Linked DNA regions of Mus musculus: region 2 is linked to region 1. A link is a contact called in public HiChIP or PLAC-seq data. All regions are on one chromosome and are shown on one strand. Each heading gives the region's core, a stretch centred on a gene start, on an enhancer-like site or on the middle of the called end of the contact. The rest is flanking DNA. Distances are from core to core; before and after follow the strand shown. Region 1 has its middle 12 kb from the start of Tbx2. Region 2 has its middle 64 kb from the start of Gm20759.

Evidence for each region. HiChIP or PLAC-seq counts read pairs in DNA pulled down with a chosen protein or histone mark.
Region 2: an H3K4me3 HiChIP or PLAC-seq map of bone marrow-derived macrophages shows a contact between it and region 1, with 3 times the contacts expected there. The contact joins two enhancer-like sites. A contact is called at or near these places in 22 of 39 promoter capture datasets (the 3T3-L1 cell line, 3T3-L1-derived adipocytes, the C10 cell line and 13 more), 6 of 15 datasets of contacts at CTCF or cohesin (CD8 T cells, the G1E-ER4 cell line, the NIH/3T3 cell line and 1 more), 250 of 484 Hi-C or Micro-C datasets (2-cell embryo, 3T3-L1-derived adipocytes, the 63-12 cell line and 132 more), 53 of 115 datasets of contacts at active chromatin or transcription factors (the 230-238 cell line, CD8 T cells, the NIH/3T3 cell line and 33 more) and 5 of 9 other capture datasets (adipose tissue, embryonic stem cells, liver and 2 more).

Annotation. Positions count from the first base shown.
Region 1 is chr11:85,843,227-85,846,801 of GRCm38.p6, reverse strand. No RefSeq gene overlaps it. Among named protein-coding and RNA genes, the nearest start is that of Tbx2, 12 kb to the right of the region's middle. Within about 2 kb of position 2,236, at least 171 of the 459 cell types and tissues checked have an H3K27ac peak or open chromatin away from gene starts, as enhancers often do. A contact at or near this core is called in the HPC-7 cell line, bone marrow-derived macrophages and embryonic limb bud, where this site is marked.
Region 2 is chr11:85,958,512-85,962,656 of GRCm38.p6, reverse strand. No RefSeq gene overlaps it. Among named protein-coding and RNA genes, the nearest start is that of Gm20759, 64 kb to the left of the region's middle. RefSeq lists an enhancer at 1-1,719. Within about 2 kb of position 2,151, at least 10 of the 459 cell types and tissues checked have an H3K27ac peak or open chromatin away from gene starts, as enhancers often do. A contact at or near this core is called in the HPC-7 cell line, bone marrow-derived macrophages and embryonic limb bud, where this site is marked.

The DNA of each region.
Region 1 (3,575 bases), core at 987-3,486:
AAGAGTGAAGACGGGCCGTGGCTACGTTCCCCTGCTAGACTGATGTGAAGCCAGCAGCCATCTTGGTCTCCTGGGCTTGTCTCTAAATCAGGCTACTTCTCCCACAGCCAGACCCTGGCCAGGACACCAGGGCTCAGCATCCGGCAGTCAGCAGAGGTCATGCACCCAGCCCTTTTGTCCCTTCCCAGCTGGGAGCCTGACTTATACCCACCATCACCTCATTAGCTGCTGCTGCCAAGGGCCCTGCTCACTGAATTGTGAAAGAGCCTTTTCCTTTATTTACTGGAAATCCTGGAACCCTTCATTTCTCTGAACCCCAATGTCATCCTCCGCGGTTCATGGTCACTATACTGCCCCTGACTTAGCCTTCACTGAGAGCGAGCCCTCATGAGAAAGTACTCTGAATACCATCAAGCCTTCAGTTCAGGGAAGGATTGAGCCCATGTAAATAGCCCAGATCTAGGGGATACCCTTTAGGAAGGGGCCTCAGAAGACCCTCCACTGGTACCGTTTTCTCTCCTTGGGGAGAACCTGCATTCAGTCTGTCAGCAACCCCATGGTGCTGGAGGCCAGAGTCACCTCACAACCCATAGGATGTGCCCCCTCCCAACTGTGCTTGGTGGGAAGGTTGAACTGTGACAGCCACATCCCACAGGGACTGGAGGCAGCTGGAGCCAGCTGGTTCCCCGAGGGTTTCAGAACCTGGAATGCTATTTCCTAATCGGGAATTCATCCAGGCCACCAATCCTGACCCCAGTCCAAGAAGCTTAGCAACAGTCAAAGTTCCCAAGGTCTGTGAGTGGCTCTGCCTATGTCTCAGGCCCAGGTTCCTCAAGGGTTAGGTCCTTGTTCAGGAGCCTTTGATGTCGGGGAGGGGAACGTTTCAACTAGTCTCTCACATATCACTTTGGGTTTGGTCCACACCATTTACTTTGCCAACCGGGATCCTGGAGCTCAGAAAAGAGAGTCGTACTGTTCAGGATCTCATGGCTAGAGGCAAAGGTTGGCTTTGAACTTCTCATTCAGTTTTCCTACTGAACATCTGCTTTGCAATAGATGGGCATCAAGTGACTGTTAGATTACCAAAGGTCTCATCCTATCCTCTGGTATGCCTTGAAGGTGCCGAGACTCTGGCTGGGGGGAGGCAACAAGTTGCTGGCTAAGGAAGAGATGCAAGACTGATGGGAACTGGGCAGGTTTCTATCCGTGTGCTCTTAAAAAGCGTATGTAGACTTATTCTGCCCGTTTGTCGAGCTGCTGGCATCTTTGGTACTTAGCTCCCCCAAATTTTCCCCACTCTGAGTGTGCCATTTGTTAGTGATCAGGTTTCCCCTCTTTACCCACGAGCATCCGACTCAAACCTGACTCAAACTCTGGTGGCTCACTTCTGAGTCCTTCTTACTTAGCATCTTCGGGAACTACTGAAGACCCAAAGCCTCCTCAAGACCTTTGGTTGTCTTGTAAGATTTAACCCTTGGTCCTCAAGTGCACTGGTCCCTGGTGCATACCTAACAGTCTCTTCGTGTGACCTTGAGGAGCTGAGGAGGTGGAGGTAGGAGCTGAGGAATGTCTTAGCCAACACTTACACCCAAGCTTGCATGGTTCAGTGGAGCTTCACACTCCAAAAGGGCCAGAGGCGTGTTTTCCAGTGCTCATAGATCCCAGCCCTGACTGTGTTTCCAAGAGGCCAGGAAAGCCAGAGGCAAGCGCCTTCCCTGTCCCAAGAAGAATCTGAGTCCAGCCAGGCACATCGAAGACCATAGCTTCTAGGAGCTGGCACTGCAGGGCAGCTCCAAGAGAAAAACCCACATTAAGTTTTGAGCTCCCTCGTCGGTGCCCGCAGTCGGCAGCCCACTCAAGTCCCTGGGCCTGGACCTACAGTGGATCTGAGATCCCTCTCCGTGCCCATTTCTCTGGACTCACTGCACCTTGGGCTCTGGCAGGGAGTGCTGGCCGGCTGCTTGACCGGGCCCTGTCCTGGAGCGCCATCTCGTGGGAACGTGGGGAGTTCCTGAGGCCTGGGACCTGGGAAGGCTCCCGAGTCCGGAGCAGCCAAGTGAGTTCGGGGTCCTTAGCCCATCAAACCCGATGGACAGACACGCACCCCAAGGGAGCCTAAAAGAAACTCGGAGGGGAAAACAGTCATCCGGGCACCAACACTTTCCCTGGTGGGTAACTTGTCTGCTCTCCAGAGGACGCGACACAATGCCCTGAGATCACCCGGAGCGCCCAGCCCCCTCCAACGCACGGGGTCGTTCTCCCCGCTGACTCTTGATCGTTGGCTGGACTCAGCCTACCGGGAGAGTGTTCCAAACTTCTCGGTCAAGGGCGGAGAGGCGGAAGGAGAATGGGAAAAGGAAACGAAGTTGGATTTAGGGTCGCTCCCAAGGTAGGAAGGAGGGCTCAGAGTTGCAATTCTGATCTCTCCCAAACCGTTCCCTCCGCGGCGGCCTTCACCTAGAGAAGCGGGGGGCGGGGCCAGAGCCCAGGCGGGGCGGGGCCCGAGCTCAGGCGGGACGGGATCGCTGTCGCGCCGCGGCGTGCTCCTCCCCGCGTCAGTGAATCCACAGTGGGCTGGGGAGGCTGAACCCGGTTCAACGCCCTCCAGGAGGACAGGGCCTTCTGCCGAGGCTCAGAAGCTCTGCACCGCAGCGGGAAGTTTGGAAGGAAGAAATGGCTCGAGGGTTCGGAAGCCTCGGATTAACCGCGTGGAAAATGCAGTGTCCAACATCTCGGAATCTATTCAGTTGCGCTGCTAGGGGTCTCACGAAGGCTCCAAATGCTGAATCTTCGAGTTCTCGGGTGTTATCACACCCAGTCCTAAACCAGCACAGTTCTCTAAGACCCCACACTCCCCATTGAGTCTCTTGGCGACACGCTTGGTCACCCACTTAACAGACCTCAGAGGCCCCTTGGTCACCCACTTAACAGACCTCAGAGGCCCCTTGGTCACCCACTTAACAGACCTCAGAAGCCCCTCGATACCCATCGCTCACACACTCCTCTCTGCTGACGGATTTGCCATCCAATGGCCCTGGTTGGGCAGGTCCTGAAGGGTTAAGGCAGCGGGTACACGGGCGCTTGAGCTAATTGGCGACCCCCAGAGACAATGAAGACTGGAAGGCTGGGAAGGCTGGTGGCTTAATTGGGCCTGGGAGTGGCCAGGCCTTTGTCTGGGACAAGGCCCAGCCCGTCAGCTGCAGGATTCCCCAAGCCGCACTTGGCCTTGCAGCTGGGGCCCAGCGGAGCACTGTAGTGGCAATCCCGGGAGGGGGGTGTGTACGGCCGAAAGCAGGGGAGCGGGAGGATTCTCCAAGCCGCGCTGCAGGCTCGGAAATAACACCAGACCCGAGTTGCTGCGGCCCTGCCCACCACCGCGTGTGCTGCCCCCTGGTGTCCGCAGGCCGAGGGGGCCCCACAGCCAAACTCTCGGCATTCTTTCCTGGTTGAAAGCGAGAGGCAGCAAGATGCCAGTGCACACGTTGCTTTGGGATTTTTTATTTTTATTTTTTACGGGGAGTTTCAACCCAAAGTGACCTCAAATAAACGTAGAGATAGGGAGAGACTCTATGCGA
Region 2 (4,145 bases), core at 902-3,401, 120 kb before region 1:
CTGAGTTGTGCGTGGTTCAGTGGATGAGGATGCTTGTTGCTAAACCTAATAACCTGGGTTTAATTTCTGGGTACCGCATGCTCTCTATCTATATTTCTATACCCATTTCTATGTCTATATCTATCTCTCATACACACACATAAGTAAATATAATATTTTAAAAAAGAGTCCAACACCCAAACACAGACTGCTCGTTCCTTTTCTGCTATGAAATTGCATGTTAGGTACTAAAATCCTCTGCTCCCTTTAATGAGAACAAATAGAACTGGGGGTTAGCTCACCCCCAGATGGGATCTCTGCTCCCCGTCTTCATACCCCCATATGCCACCCCATCAACTAATATCTCTAAGACACAGCAGCATCCCTCATGAATGATGCTCCCACTGTCACTGGGGAGTGGGTCAGTGATGGCTGGTTTCTTAGAGCAGGGACTGTGCTGGGTAAAAGGTACCCAGGTCTCCAGCTAGTGTCCGCTGTGGTTTTCTAACATGTTCTTTACTTTATTCTTCTTAAGGGTTCCCTCCCAGCGATGCCTCTCACACATCTAAAAGCAGCTTTTAGCCTTGACTAGCAGTGAAGCTGCCTGCAGATGCATTTTTCTTAAAATGAGCATAGAAATGGTTTAAAAAAAAAAAAAAAACAACAACAAACCTGTCAGGCGTCAAGCAGCCTCACAAATCATTTTTACATGGCTTCCTGCATCTTTGTTTCTAGCAAATCCCTTAACGGGAGGGTGACTCATTGTGTATTTCTTCAAAGAAACGATTTTGCAGGTAGTTGACGTGATTGGGAGAAAGAGTTTTAAATGAGTCGTGTGTTTATTCTGGGGGAGTTGTTGTTTGTTACCTGTGGCCATTAGCTTGATATCTAAACTGCTGGCAATCTCTGGAGTTAGCATCTGTCTGGGCAGCCCTGTAAACCCGGCCCCACGGCCTGACTGCTCAGTGCCTGGCTGCTGTCGCAGCGCCCCATTAGCTGTTCATAAATGCCCTTGCTCCCACTAACCCAAGAACTGATCGCACCTTAGTTTACAAACAGGAACTCTGTGGCACCACATCAGCTTCAAAAGCAGAAACCCCACAGACACCACAAAATTATTTATCTTCCCTCCATGTTGTACTTTTGAAATAAACCCATGTAGGTGACATTTTGATGGCGAGTGCCTCCGAGTTAAAACATAAACAGATCTACACAGCCAAAAACCTCACATTTATCCTCATTTTATTAGGCAGGTGGTGTACACAGCAGCCGATTCCCGCTCAGGTTTTACACGTACTTCATGTGTGTTTCTCCAAAAAACAGGAGTTCCTCTGTCAGAAGTGTGGAGGTGGACGCTGGGTGACGGGGATACTGCAATTTCTGCTCCCGGCAGATGTGATTTACAGGTCCTTAAGATGCCAGGGTTCTCTTTGTCTTTTACATTGCAATTTATAGCCAAGGAATTTCCGAGTTTCCCTTCCTCTTGCTGAACAGTCTGAACAAACAAACGGTGTGCACTCGGGGTCTGTTTCCCAGCCCACTTTCCAGGCACTGGTCTTATTTTTCCTCCCCTGACCTCACGTGTGACATAAACTGGGTTCTGCGTTGAGTTGTTTGAACCCAGAAGGCAGGCACATCGTGGAAAACTTAACTGGTGAGAATGAGCTTTTGTGTTGTTGGGTTTTTTTTTGTTGTTGTTGTTTTTCTTAAAACTATGCCTCAGAGTGACCGGTCTGATAAAACCCAATATTCTCAATACAAGGGGCAAGGAGGGACTCTTAGTGCCCCACACATGCCCCACTTCCCAATACATCTTTGATACACTTAAAGAATGAAGATTTTCCTTTTTTTTTTTTTTAGATGTTTGCCCTTGAAGTTAAAAATAAACTATATCACAACATGAAGAAAACTGTGTGGAAAAATAATAGAATGGAGGCCTCTTGCTACTGTCTAGGTGCGGGAACCCAGTAGTTCCCATTTCCAGCTGCTTCTGTATATTGTACTGTATGCATACTTTAACAATATGGACTTTCAATATGTATTTTTTATCTGAACGGTACAATGCTACGCATATTCTCACGAAGCTTGCTTTGTTTCTCTCCATATTCCAACCCATGCAGATTCGACTCCTTCACTTCCTCTCTGAGACAGTATCATGTCCAGCCACCCTATGAGAACCCATGTATGAACTTCCTGTTGGTGAGGACAGCCTCCTTGCTGCCCCTTGCTACTGTGAACATTCCTGTGCCTGTGTTTCATACACACATTGTAAACATTTCTCTGGGCCGTATCCTGACCAGAGACCGAATGTTCACTGCTTCAATTATCAGTGGAGTCTCCAAGGGGGAGGGACAAAGTTACTGTCCATCCTGAGGGCCTGTTTCATTATCTTCCCAACACTCTGGTTACAAGGCCTTTTTATGTTAGCTAATCTGATGCAGGACGAGTACCTCATTTCCCTGTTTACTTAGTGAGGTTTGGTGTCTATTTCTTTATTGACCACTGTGGTTTTCATCTTTTGTGAAGTTTACGTTTGTAACTCTGTGTCTAGGCGGCATGGCCTTTTTCGGCCTTGTCTGTAGAGATTCTCTGTAAAACCTGAGCCCTTGTTCTTGACTGGGTCTCTGTGTTTCAGATATCTTTCCCTAGGTTCCTTTTCCTCTTTCCTGTGGTGTGTCACTGATAAACTTGAGCCTTTCAAAGCAGTCAAGTAATCTCTTTCTCATCTGTGTACGCATTTGTGTCTTAATGACTTTGACTTTATGCTATGTCATCACTTCAGGTGGGACAGATGTCCCTTCCTTGTTTCCTTCAAAATGATGATGCCCTTGGATTTATGGATGTATTTCTTATTCTTGCTCCTGGCTTTTCTAGTTAGATGCCTTGGCTTTGAATATCAGTTTCTAGACATCTGATGATTTCCACAGACACACTGAAGATCTTTCTGGAGTGCAGACTGCAGCAGCCATCTCTCCCCTGACCCTGCCTCTCTTCCCTCTGTATAGTTCAGCCCCACTTTGGCCATTTCTGACTTTCAGAGTGTATCCCTCCACATAGCTGGCTAAATAACTGGTCAGAGAAAAATATCAAAGAACTTCAACTCTGTGTGGTTGATTTTCAGTACTAGGAATCAAACCCTCTAGCCTTGAAGAGTAGGCACACACTCTACCAACCAAGCTCAACCAGCCCGAAAACTGGACAAGAGACAAAGAGTGCTTTAAGACAGCAGAGCTTGCCAGCTGTCTCCAGGTGTCAGGGTCCCCACCTGTAGCCTATTAGGGTTTTTATAAGGGTTACAGGGTAAGTATCTCTATGTCAATAGTAAGCACCATGCTAGAGAAATCTAGGCTTTGTGGATTGGGGACAGCTTCCCAGAGCAGGAGAGGCCTTGGCTGAGACTTTGAGATCACATAGCAGGTAAGGGTAATGAAGAGAGATGTGGGGTCTGGACAAGGAATAGGGACTGGGAGCTGCTTAATAATTATGGAATGACGCCCCTTAGGTTGTTTGCTATGGTGTCTTGTTGGCTTGGTATTTGTCTGTCTTGCATTGTTTTGCAAACAGGGTCTCCCTAGGTGTTCCAGACTAGCCTGGGACTTTAGATCCTCCTGTCTCAGCTCCTTGGTATTGGGAATACATGTGTGTGCCACCAATCCCAGCTGGGGCTGTCCTAGGCTTTGAGCTTGGATTTCAGTCCCCCAAGACCCTCTCAGGGTCCCCCAAGGGCAACCCGATTTCCTTTGTAATACTATGGTGTGTTTGGCCCTCCTCAGCCTTTTAACCTTTGCCTTCATGGTTGAAGAACAAAAGCAGATATGTTATCGCCACCAAATTATAACAGTGGCCACTGAGTTCTTCCCCACTAACTTGGGAAAACTATCAACAAAGGAGCAAACACTGCAACCGGTTTCCCTGCAGTGTGTCTCTGACAAAGAAGTCACAATTAGCTTAGTAAATCTCAACTCTTGCTACAAGATATTCACTTTCACTCTAAGGGCTGGAGCCAGGGCTTCCTGCATGCTAAGCTAGCCCTGGATTGGAGCCACACCACTATAGCTGTCATCTGTGACAGGATGGGAAATCCACGCATGCATCTTCAGTCACACACCAAAGTGCACAGCCTGTGCATGGCCTCTCAAGGAAAGTATCTCGGCAAAGACTTGAAT